Regions from separate parts of the Mus musculus genome. Here regions 2 and 3 are each linked to region 1. A link is a contact called in public HiChIP or PLAC-seq data. All regions are on one chromosome and are shown on one strand. The core of a region is the stretch at or near the end of the contact, and the rest is flanking DNA. Distances in the headings are between cores, read along the strand shown. Region 1 holds the start of Adgrg6 (adhesion G protein-coupled receptor G6). Region 2 overlaps Adgrg6 (adhesion G protein-coupled receptor G6). Region 3 overlaps Vta1 (vesicle (multivesicular body) trafficking 1).

Evidence for each region. HiChIP or PLAC-seq counts read pairs in DNA pulled down with a chosen protein or histone mark.
Region 2: a contact with region 1 is called in an H3K4me3 HiChIP or PLAC-seq map of bone marrow-derived macrophages, with 2.0 times the contacts expected there. The contact joins the enhancer-like site here to the promoter of Adgrg6 in region 1. A contact is called at or near these places in 4 of 39 promoter capture datasets (the 3T3-L1 cell line, 3T3-L1-derived adipocytes and embryonic stem cells), 1 of 15 datasets of contacts at CTCF or cohesin (the NIH/3T3 cell line), 17 of 484 Hi-C or Micro-C datasets (the AML12 cell line, the C2C12 cell line, the C3H10T1/2 cell line and 10 more), 5 of 115 datasets of contacts at active chromatin or transcription factors (bone marrow-derived dendritic cells, bone marrow-derived macrophages, embryonic stem cells and 2 more) and 2 of 9 other capture datasets (adipose tissue and bone marrow-derived macrophages).
Region 3: a contact with region 1 is called in an H3K27ac HiChIP or PLAC-seq map of trophoblast stem cells, with 7 read pairs. The contact joins the enhancer-like site here to the promoter of Adgrg6 in region 1. A contact is called at or near these places in 2 of 39 promoter capture datasets (both in the 3T3-L1 cell line), 1 of 15 datasets of contacts at CTCF or cohesin (the NIH/3T3 cell line), 2 of 115 datasets of contacts at active chromatin or transcription factors (stem cell-derived neural progenitor cells and trophoblast stem cells) and 3 of 9 other capture datasets (adipose tissue, liver and pancreatic islet).

What each region holds. Positions count from the first base shown.
Region 1 is chr10:14,543,677-14,547,645 of GRCm38.p6, reverse strand. Adgrg6 (adhesion G protein-coupled receptor G6) reads left to right here and starts at 2,610. Exons shown (of 25, transcript NM_001002268.3): 1 at 2,610-2,732. The coding sequence starts at 2,731.
Region 2 is chr10:14,473,358-14,477,476 of GRCm38.p6, reverse strand. The region is part of intron 2 of Adgrg6 (adhesion G protein-coupled receptor G6); the gene reads left to right. Among named protein-coding and RNA genes, the nearest start is that of Adgrg6, 70 kb to the left of the region's middle. Within about 2 kb of position 1,661, at least 26 of the 459 cell types and tissues checked have an H3K27ac peak or open chromatin away from gene starts, as enhancers often do. A contact at or near this core is called in bone marrow-derived macrophages, where this site is marked.
Region 3 is chr10:14,663,227-14,667,195 of GRCm38.p6, reverse strand. The region is part of intron 6 of Vta1 (vesicle (multivesicular body) trafficking 1); the gene reads left to right. Among named protein-coding and RNA genes, the nearest start is that of Vta1, 40 kb to the left of the region's middle. Within about 2 kb of position 2,000, at least 8 of the 459 cell types and tissues checked have an H3K27ac peak or open chromatin away from gene starts, as enhancers often do. A contact at or near this core is called in trophoblast stem cells, where this site is marked.

The DNA.
Region 1 (3,969 bases), core at 1,361-3,860:
CATATCCCTCCTCCCTATTCCCTGGCTCTTACCTTCTTTCCTCCCACTCTTCCACAGTGTTCTTAGCCTTAGAGGTGATGACAGATAAGTCTTGTTGAGGGCTAAGCACTCATCTTTAACTTATTCTCAGCCCCACCCCACCCCCTCATAGCCATGAGTCTCTCTGTACTCACTGCCATTGTGGAAAACTCACTCCTGGAAAATTGGAGTTCTCTGATAAAGGCTGAGAGTAGCATTTGTCTATGGATATTAATGTAAGCATTTGGAATACTGCTTGATGTTATGCTAGTTTAGCTAGATAGCAGTATTAAGTTCTGCTCTGGGTTCTGTGACCTCGAATTCATGGATTTGTGGCCAGGTTTATGGAACCAGATATATAGATTCCTTTTATAGAGCAGGCCTCAAATACCATGAGAGCATTGTTAGCAACGATGCCATTATTGCAAAAATCAGCACGTCCTACTTGGAAGGTTGGCTTCCACCAACAGACATACAGACAAAGAACTCAGGTAGCCCTATCTCTGGTTGCTGAATTATTTGATACTAACCAATCCAGGTAATGGGGACTCGCTTTTAATTGTGATCCCACCAAGCTCCAATGGAGAGTTTGAAACCAATGGATGGCAGTGGTTAAACTAAGCGGGTCACAAAACCAACCCGGAAGTCATGAGTCAGCCTCGGATCCATAGGGACAAGTCGGAGATAGATGAACATGAGGGATGAGAGTAATCATTGTCAAAGAGTAAGCAAAACAGTGGGTGGAAGAACCTCATGAAGAGCTTCCAGGTAGACATTGGTCCTGTCGAGCCTTCAGAGCTAAGCTACACCCAGATTCCAGACCCACAAAACTGTAAAATTATGTCGTTTTGAAAAGTTCTAGGAGGAACGTTAAATCCTTGAGACAATCTAGTGTCACAGAGGCGGCCTTGAACTGAGAGTCTCTAAACCTTAGACTCGAACCCTGATCATTTCTGAATAATTAGTGCAGACTATGCCTCCCTGGACCTATTTCTCTACCTGTAAAACCAAAACCATCTCAGCTTTCCTTAAATGAAGCAGTTTGATTCTTTATTAATTCTACTGTGTTTTTTTTTTTTTAAACGTTAAAATAAATACTGATAAAAATCAAAAGAACACAGGCTGGATCAGAAGTAGTCTAGATTGCTGGCGGCTTTCCAGCTTCCTCTTTCTTTTGCCTGAAACTATCTGTCCTCAGTCCTGTTTTACCTCTTTGCCTCCTACCCCAACCCTTCTCTACCACTAGCCAATCAGGGTTAATCTACTTTTATGGCTTTTGTGTGTGTGTGTGTGTGTGTGTGTGTGTGTGTCTACAAGGAAAGCCGTACTGCCTCACTCTGAATGGAACCAAGTCTGGAAAGGCCGCCGCCCCTAGCACTCTGAATTTAGTCTGGTAAGGCACAGCGCAAGGGACCCTCTGCTGGAGCGCTTCCCTGTCTTTTAGCAAGTGGGTGTGCCTATATCCCTTGCAAAGCAGTTTCTCAGGAGAAGCATTGCCTGGCTGTCTTGACTTCCCCTAGTGAGCGGCTGCACTTGTATTAGTAAATTAATTCCACTCAAACAGAAAAAAAAAAAAGTTAAATTTAAAGGAGGCATATCGCCCCAAACCTCTCAAGCCCTCCTCCACCTTTCCCTCATTAAATACCCTTCCCCCTGTCTTTCTTTCTTTTCTTTCTTTCTTTCTTTCTTTCTTTCTTTCTTTCTTCCTCTCTCTCTCTCTCTTTTCTTTTCCATTTTCTTTTCTTTTCTTTTCTCTTCTCTTTTTCTTTTCTCTTCTCTTCTCTTCTCTTCTCTTCTTTCCTTCCTTTCTCTCCCTTCCTTCCTTCCTTCCTTTCTTCCTCTCTCTCTCTCTCTCTCTTCTTTTCTTTCTTTCTGGAGGAAAATTGAGGGGACGGGCGGGGGGGGGGGGCGGAGGAGGAAGAACTAAGAAAGGGAAAAGTAAGGGACAGCCCGGGTTCTTGGCAGCGTTCAGAACACATGCCCACTGGCGCGCCTGCGTTCGGAGCTCCTTCACCCAAGCTCTGCGGGTTTCTGCTCTCGCGGCCCGCGGGTGACCTCGGGGTCAGCGGGGTCCCCTCCCCGGAGCTGCTTCTGGCTCTGTGCCAGTCTTCCAACCCCGCCGCCCGCGCCGGTCCCGCCCCGCGTGGCGACTTCTCCCTTTGCCTCTGCCCTCGGGTGGCCGGCCCTGGGTGGGGCAGCTGCGCCTGCAGGACGGTCCTCTGTCCTCTGAACGCCTAGAGCTGGGGCCACCCGGGGGGCGCGCCGAGCCGCACCTGAGCCTCAGGGGGAAACGGACGCCAGCGCTGCGCCGCGACTGGCCGCAGGCTCAGGAGCCTGGTGATCTCAGCCTCTCCAAGCCCCGCAGGCCGGGATCGGACGCCACCCGCTCGCCGGAGCCCTTCGTCCCAACTCTTGTGAAAGTTCTTCGCCCGGGCGGCAGAACCTGCCGCGGTCAGCCGCTCCCCCGCGCGCCGGACCTGATCTTGAACTCCACGGCGCGCGCCCCGGGTCCACCTTGCGCCGCCCCTTGCGCAGGCGACGAGCAGCTGCCGGGAAACCCTATGAACTCTCGAGAAAGGGCGTGACGAAGGGTCCTGCGGGTCGCGGTCCCGAAAGCCGGGATCTTCTTCGGTGGAGCTTGAGGGCAACAACGCAGAGAGCGCTGGAGGATGAGTGTGCGGCCTCTGGGAATCTCCACACGGTAATGCCAGCATGTAAGTCGCCTTCCAGGTTGGAGCCCATCGCACCTCCATCTGTGTCCCCTTCACCACTTTAGAGCAGCGCTTCCTAGAAAGGTACCAACTGCAGTAAGAGAAGCTTCAGCGTGCCTCCTCGAGGCACCCGGGACTGGGTATTGCCAAACAGAGCCGGAGCATGTGTGTGTGGCTTTCTCCCCTAGAGAACCCTTTCTCCCCTAGAGAGTTAAACCTCACTTTTGGGCAGTGGAAAAAATAAGAATGGCAGGGTTTTGATTCAGGTTAAACAAGTAGGAACGCACTGTGTATCTGTCTTCAGGGTCCTGGTCCTGTCAAGCCAGCATTCCCGGGATCAACACCTAGGGTCTGGGAAGGTACTGCCAGCGAGACATTGGCTTTCAGCTGTCATTTTTGCCTGTAGAAGTCCTTCTTAGACCTCATAGATATTTAAATGAGTTTTTTATCCAGTTGTAACCTCCCACCTCTCGCCGTTTTCTTTGAAGAACTCAGAAAAGTGTTCTCAGTAGAAGATGTTGATTAACAAGTAAATAAGGAATGATGGAGGCTTCCGGTAGAATTACAAGTAGGAGGCACTGGAGGAGAGGGTGAGACAGAAAAAGCATGAAGGTTTTGCCTGGATGGAACTACCATCCAAGTTGTGGGATGGCTCAGAGGGACCTGGTGAAAGAGCAGCCTCCGCAGTTCCTGGCCTTCCCAACTGGTCAGTGATTCTCAGAAGGGTCACACTTATCTTTGCGGTGAACTTAAACGTTGTTGCCTTTTTTCACACTGTAATTATTCCCTCGGCCATTTGCTTTATTCTTGGGCCATCAACTTGGCAGACGTTTAACCCCCTTCCACTAACTTGTTGAAGAGGTATAACAAATTGATACTTCCCTCACTCCATTACTCCATCCTTACTTATTTCCACTTCAATTTCCTCTTCCAGGTTACCACCAAGCATCTTGAGTCTTTATTTCCCTTCGCTGCTCTGTCCTGTCTGCATCCCCAAACGCGTTTTTAAGGTGGGAGACAGAACAGAGCATACCAACCACACCCGCCATGCCGCAGCTCTGATCTCTGCTCTGTGCCTTGTAATGAATACCACTTATTTTTATTAAAACTCCATGTGAAGTAATGCCACACCTGTGACTTTTACAGTTTTGCTTCTGCCAGTGGAATGGACGAATGGATAACTTGTAAGCGTTTGTCTTGGGAAACAGCCAGCCTTGTAACATAAGACTGGTTCGCCTAT
Region 2 (4,119 bases), core at 412-2,911, 69 kb after region 1:
GAGTGGGTGGATGTAGTGGATTGGAAGTATGAACAGGGCAGAAAAGAAGTGCTGTGTATGGTATTCACTTGTCACTTAGAGATGATAATACTTTAAAACTTACACTTGAATTTTGATAGGCCTTTCTGGTACTGATATGTAAGATGGCTTGGAGGTGGCAAGGGTATTGGATAACTGTGAGGCCACATGCTGAACTTATTCCTGGAGAGAAAAGAGAAGAAACTTATAATGGAAGGAAATTAGATGAAGGGGTGGATTTGATATACATAAATAGAACAAATGATGAGATTTTTGAAACCTTGGAGAAGAAAGAAAGAAGAGATACACAGAGTCTTAGCCCGTATCTAATATCTTTCATGCTATGAACACTATCAGAGAGGATGTGGACCATTGTGGAATGGTGTTTGGATTGTTGGGCCTGAGGGATATCCAAGGAAAAGTATCTAGCCGACATCTGCAAGCAAGAATGAGTATGTATGCTGCTAGCATCTGAACACTGAGGAAGCCTTGACTCAGAATTGGTCATCTAGGGAGAATGAGTACAGAGGGGCGTGCTCATTGGGATGTTGGCTGCAGACACATTTGGCTGCAATGGCATCGAATGTCTGCAACTAAAGTGTATCTACCTCTCACATCCACACTACTGTCATCTGTTCTTCCTATATCTGTGCCCACATCCCCTCCCTCATCCCCACCCCCTCTCCTTTCTTTACCCATCAGCTTCATTCTCTAACAAAGTGAATGTCCTGTGTCTCTATCTCGCTTTCCTCAGAAAGAAAATCCAACTGAGGAAGTCTGTGATTTGGTTCCCAGCAGGTCAGGGTCCACCCCTGGAGGCAAGCTGTACAAATACCATCATTAGTGTTGCAGAGGAAACAGACACTTTCAAGAGAAGCTTTGTGCCTGGAGAATGTCATCAACTGTGGTACAAGGGGTGGAGCTCTGTCCTGGAGGGAAGGAAACAAGCCATAGACTTAGCTGGATCAGCTAGTATCTTTCTTTCCAGAATTTGAAGCTAGAGGTACAGGTCATTCATTCAAGAGTCTGATGAGATATGTCTTGGTGGACTTAACTGTAGATATTCCCCACATTAGTGAGAAGAGCTGTTGTTTAGTCCGTGGTAAGACCTTATGTCTACTTTCACTGTGCAGTGCTAGGTGTTTTCTTTTTCTGTTGGTTTCTTTTTCAATTACACTTTTGAAATTATAATATAACCACGACATTTCCCCCTTCCCATTCCTCCCTCAAACCTTCCCATATGCCTGTTTGCACTTTCCTTCAAATTTATACTTCTTTTTAGCTTTTTTATTATTACATGCATACATGCATATACATATATGTAAAATATATACATACAAATATATTTTTCCACTGTCTCTTCTGCAATATCCTCTGAGCTTTACATGTATTTTATAGATTTCTTTTGTTTCCAGAGGAAGTATGGCTTGTGCTATTATTTAAAGGAACACATCTTCGAATTGCTTGAAAATCTTAACCTGAAAGTTTTGTTTAGGCCAGAGATGATGCTACCTCTGATGGCCTGAGGACCACAATATGGTAAGGCAGTAAAATGAAGCATAGTAGGGAAGTCTGAGGAAGTAGGACAAGATGGTAGAAGTGAAACTCGAGCAGCCTGGTAAGGATGCTCTTGGAGGCATCCATATTATAAAGCATGTGAGAAGCCTCAGTCTGAATAATTGTCATGAGTCAACACATCCTCTTCAGTAATATGTTAGCAGTGGATGTGTTAGATGGTAAGAAAGTCCTTGACTTGATTAATCTAGAGTTGTGCATTTGTAGCCTATGAATATGAACAAGGAAAAAAACATACCTAGTGCTAAGCAGTAGATTAAGTAATATAGCATGCAGTTCATGTTGTTTCAAGTTATCTATTTCATGAGAGACAGGAAAGGCTCACCCACTGCTTGAAGGAGAAGGGTTTCCCATGAAAAATGAACATGAGTGTGCTTGTGTATATAGTGTCTAATCCTCTTTCAAGGGATCGAAAGTACCTCTCCAGAGCAAGCATGCCAGTGGGGCTTAGAACCGTTCACTTGCTTAATGAAGTATTATCCCTTGCAGTTGAGTATGGAATGTTCTCTTGACGTGATGATCAAGGAAAGACAGGGTTGGCAGTTGAAACATGAATGGTATTACAGAAGAGCAAGCTGTGTTTGCGGTTGGGATGCATGGGCATACGTTGAGAGACTGAGAACGTTATCAACCTGAAGGCAGCCCATTAGCATCTTTCGGTTCCCTATCTTGTTAGGTTTCTCCTTGTGTCAGACCTAACTGGGCCGATCCAAATAAATAATTTCCTTTTGAACTCATGCCAAAGTCATCGTGACAACTTCCTCTGAATGCTGCTTCCAAAAAGATTTGGAGATTGAATAATCACAAGAGGAAATGAAACAGTCATCTGGTTAACTTTGGAGGGACTGGTGGTGAGGACTGATGTCGTAAGGCTGTGGGAGTGAAGTGGGAAATGAGAATGGCCACTGTCAGCCTGTGGTGCCAGAGGCCTTCCCTGATATGGAAAGGCTCTCTCTGAAAGCAGAGCTTAAGGAGAATGGGGAGATGGGGCTGTGTCCCTCGCCATGTCTGTCTGTCACATTAACACAGAGATGTCACAGCCAGATTGCCTTTTAGATTCCTTCCCAGCCTGAAAATGTGCAAGGTCATCAGAAATGGGCTAAATACATGTTCTGATGAAGTTGCCCATTCTGGATGTCATCAGCCACACAGGTCATGTCAGCATCTGACATGTTATTTACATTTCATTGATGTTACTTCCATCTGGCAGCTGTTGCCTTGAGCTGCAGGAACAAGTGACTCTCCTGACCCTTTAGTGATGACACTGGCCCCAGAATTCTCAGCTGTTGACTTTAGGGCTAATTTTTAGAAACTATCAGAGCTACTAGATATTTTAAACTTTCAAAACATCAAATGAGCTCTGAACTCCTTACAGCCTGACATATCACCATATATATTGCAGACAACTGAAAGTAATGAATGAAACATGTAACCCAAGTTACATCTTTCTGGAGGTGGATTTTACCAGCTACCTTCTCAAGTTGCTCGCTACAGCTATCCAAGAACTCAAATAAAAATATTTAAGTGTATTCCTTCTGTTTGCTTTGTTGTTGCTGCTGCTTTTGAAATACGGTCTCATGGAGCATTCGTGGGTTTAGAACTTTCTACATAGCTAAGGCTGGCTTAGAACTTTTGATTCTTCTGCTTTTTGCTCTCAAATGCCAGGGTTACACTTGTATCTGACACTTGGGTTTTGTTGCCCATTTAGCACAGTATAGAAAAAAAAATAGATCTTTAAAAAATCAGCTACAAATGATTTCTTATTTGCTTTATTTAGCAATTGGGCATCCAAAGTTCCCATCTGGGAAACCTTTAAAGGATATGCACTCCGGATTTCAGAGTGTAAGAATCAAAATTTCTCAAATTAAAAAGAAAATTAAACCATTGGCGTAATGTTCAGGTACTGGGGAGATGGGTAAGAGCAACTGATGCTCTTGCAGAGGCCAGGGTTGTATTCCCAGCATCCATATAGTTGTTCACAGCCATCCCTAACTGCAGTTCCTGGGGATCCAACACTCTCATCTGTTTTCCACAGGCACCAGACACATACACGGTGCACGTAAACACATGCAGCAAAGCGTTCACACACAAGACAATACGAATAAATTTAATTTAAAAAAATTAAAGGCATCAAGTCTAGATGCAAGTGCTATTTGAAGAAAGCTTTGACATACAGGTTTCCTGGAGTTTATTTAAGATTAACTGAAAAATAGGCCTTTGTAAGGTACAAACAAGCTAGAGCTAGACATTTATTTACACACACACACACACACACACGCACACACTAGCTAAGTTTGAGCTTCGGTTTGTTACTATTTACATTACCTGAAAACGTTTTCTGGTGCTAAGTGGAGCTGAGAACACTTTACTGTATATATTTTTGAGAATGCAGTGAGTCAGAGACTTTTACTTGGGTAGATTTTAAGGAGACATAGTAACCATGATTTTACTGAAGCCCAACTTAATGCCTACTTCAGTGGCCAACTTTTTAAGAAGCCTTTTCTATAAGAGAGTAAATTTATTTCT
Region 3 (3,969 bases), core at 751-3,250, 120 kb before region 1:
TGTAGAAACGGATCTGAAAGCAGCTCTGGAGTAAAGTTACTCACCCTGGATCCATATGGACCTGGTGTGTGTGTGAGACAACAAACCATACTTTCAGTTGGAGGATTGTTTAATTGCCCTATATGAAATTAATATTTTGTACAGTGAAAGCATTAAAATCTTGATAGCTTCGTGTGGCCACACTAATAGTCAGAACTTATTGTTGAGAATATTCATGACAATGATAGATATTAGAGGGCAGATTCTAGGAAGTGTTCTAGTGTGCACAGTGCATTTTGATCTGGTTAACTGAGACATGTGCCAGCTGTGTGTTCAGTCTCCCTCTCCCTGTTCATATGTGTTTAAATGTAGCATATTTTTATAATCTCATTACCCCTTTCTGCCTCCTTTCATTCATCAAAGAAGCGAATACAAGTAAAAGCTTCTAAGAAGCATACTCAGTGAAAAACCGGGATTTGAACTCAAGACTCTGGCTTCATTGAGTTAGTTAGGAAGGTGCCCCCTCCTGTCGGTGTCCCTTGTGTGTGATCCTTGGGAAACAAGAATCTATAAATCTTTTCAAATCCAAACCTGCTTTCTCAGTGGCATGCCTCTATTTAGTTCTCAATTTTGGATGCCAGGTCTTCTCTTAGCTCCATTTTTGTTTTTTTCTGTTACATTTACTCAGTTGGTAGCTGTCAAATAAAAGAAAGCAGTAACATTTTTAGTTTATAAACATAACAGATGTTTCCCCTCTTGTTCCCTTTAAGAGTGATTTACCTTCTCTCATGTAGTAGGTCCAGGATACACTTTTATCAAAGGGAAATCCTTCAGATAGCTGAAAAGAATAGTGTGTACTCATTTACAAGCTTTAGTTCTTCCACAGAAAAGCAGTGGGTGCAAGGAGGGCAGTAGTACTTGTTTGGCAGGGTTTGCCGGTGTGCCTAACCACTGAGCAGAGAGCACATGAGATAGTGTTCACTGTGTCTCTTGAAGCTCAAAATGTGTGCTTCTTGTAGGCTACATCACAAAAGGCCTTAGCAGAGAAGTAAACGCAATAAAAAATGGTACTACTGCTATTACTGCCAGCCTTTTTTTTTTTCCAGAGACAGGATTTCACTATGTAGCCCTGACTGGTCTAGAACTCTCTATGTAGATAATCTGGCCCCTAACTCACATTTGCCCTCCTGTCTGGGTCTCAGGAGTACTAGGATTAAAGGTGTACACTACCACACCCAGCCGCTGCTAGTCTTTTGACCTCTCACCTACTACACTGCAAACCTGAGCTTTGTGAGGAACTGGAGGGAGAAGACGTTACGCTCTTGGATTCTGTGAGGTGTCATATGCTTGTTGACATCCTGGCCTGTGTTTTTCTCTCAGTGCCATTTCCCCTGGTTACCTGGAGGATCAGTCATATCCGTTCTCAGACTTTCTTACCTTTGCTTCTGGTGTTCGTTTTAGGTTAGTGTAGCTGTGTCTTCCTACCTGTGCTGGGCCTCTTCACTCCACTCCATTGCAAGGCTCTGTTGGAAGCTGGGGGACAATCTTCCTTAGCTTCCTAATCAACTCTTACGTCTCCCTACTCAAGAATTTCTATGCCAGTTGGCCTGTAGAACAAGATATTACTTATCAAAAAATGTTAGTGTGTTCTTGAACATGTATGAATGTCTTCTATGCTGCATAAGTGTGGCTCAGAAGTTACTTTCTGACATAGCATTTTATTATTGAGTAACATAAAGGACTTAGTGTGCAAACCCCCTGCTTTCTTCCAGGAGTGCCACTGTAGAAGGATCACCTCACACCAACATACTATAGTCTAAAAGTTGCAGTCATTGTGTAGATTGCCCAGAGTGTCCTACCCAAATACAAAACAGAAAAAAACAAACAGATTAGCGCACCTAGTGGATAAATAGTAACCTAAAAAACATTACCAACTTACCAGGTATTTTTGAGCTTATGTCATCCCAGTATTCTAGGCTCCTGCTGTCGGCAAAAGGCCTTCAAGACAAACAGGAAGAGATATGTCCAGACTATCCTGCCTCGGGCATGGATGACAGCTGAATGACTAGACATAACTTAGTAAGACTCATATAGCCTTTTAAAGCCTTCTTCACATGAACTATTGCAGGGGAACCGAGCAGCCTCTGTGAATCCTACTGTGTTCTTAATGCAGCTTGTTCATAGGGTTTGTACACATAATTACTCAAAAGTTACCATAGACTGCTGGCCAGAAATTGTGCCCTCCCATGAAGGAGTCCGTTGAGAGATGTAATCTATGGATGAGTACGAGTTGCTGGGGAAGGAGTGGTGTTACCTGCTTGGAGGAGTTGCACAGCCGTGTGCAGCCACTTAAGATATGGCTGCTGAAAAGCCCTCCTAGGCTTCACAAACAGTCCCTCTCAGATCTCCTGACTTTCGCACATTCCTCTTTGTTTGTTTTGTTTTGTTGTCTTTTGAGACAGAGTCTCACTGTGTGGCCCTGGTTGGCCTAAAACTGAAAAAGATCTTCCTGCCTCTGCCTCCCAAATGCAGGGATTAAAGGCCTGCACCACCATGACCTGTTTTTAACATCCTTTCTAATGTTAACTTGGTATGTGCTTTTAAAGGTTTGCTTGGAAAAGTATGTCAAATGCTAATTGCTTAATATTCTTTGTTAGCACTCATCAAAATTAAGCAAAAACTCACAGAATTGTGCAGCATAAATTCCATGTCTCCTAGCCTTTCAGTAATAGGTGCATCCATTGTAGTTCTGTATGTCGTTTTTTTTAAAAAGTGGGTTGTTTTTTAAATAGTGATTTAAAAAATAGAAAAGAAGGAGCATTGTTGTCTTAGTCAGGGTTTCTATTCCTGCACAAACATCATGACCAAGAAGCAAGTTGGGGAGGAAAGGGTTTATTCGGCTTACACTTCTATACTGCTGTTCATCACCAAGGAAGTCAGGACTGGAACTCAAGCAGGTCAGGAAGCAGGAGCTGATGCAGAGGCCATGGAGGGATGTTCTTTACTGGCTTTCCTCCCCTGGCTTGCTCAGCCTGCTTTCTTATAGAACCAAGACTACCAGCCCTGAGATGGTCCCACCCACAAGGGCCTTTCCCCCTTGATCACTAATTGAGAAAATGCCTTACAGTTGGATCTCATGGAGGCATTTCCTCAACTGAAGCTCCTTTCTCTGTGATAACTCCAGCTGTGTCAAGTTGACACAAACTAGCCAGTACAATTGACCCCTTGTCAACTTGACACACAAAAACATCACTAGTAAGCCTCAACCCTTACAATCTTATTCATCCCCATTCTAAATAACTTTAAAAGTCCCACAGTCTTTACATATTCTTAAAATTTCAATCTCTTTAAAATATCCATCTCTTTTAAAATCCAAAGTCTTTTTACAATTAAAAGTCTCTTAACTGTGGGCTCCACTTTTTTCTTCCTTCAAGAGGGAAAATATCAGGGCACAGTCACAATCAAAAGCAAAAGTCAATCTCCAACCGTCCAATGTCTGGAATCCAACTCACGATCTTCTGGGCTCCTCCAAGGGCTTGGGTCACTTCTCCAGCCAGGCCCTTTGTAGCACAGGCATCATCCTCTAGGCTCCAGATGCCTGTACTCAACTGCTGCTGCTGCTCTTGGTGGTCATCTCATGGTACTGGCATCTCCAAAACACTGCATGACCCCTTCAATCCTGGGCCTTCAATTGCAACTGAGGCTGCACCTTCACCAATGGCCTTCCATGGCCTCTCACAGTGCCGAGCCTCAGCTGCTTTGCGTGACCCCTTCATGCCTTCAAAACCAGTACCACCTGGGTGACCCTTACATATTACCAAGTCCTGCTGCAGCAGGAGTCCAACCTTGGCCATCTCTGGAACACAGCCTCTTTGTGCTTTCAGAAAACACTTCCCAGAAGATGTCACCTCAATGATGCTGGTCTCTTCTTAATCACCGCTAATTTCTTAGCTCCAGCTAACCAGCATCAATAGTCCCAGTAATGCAAAG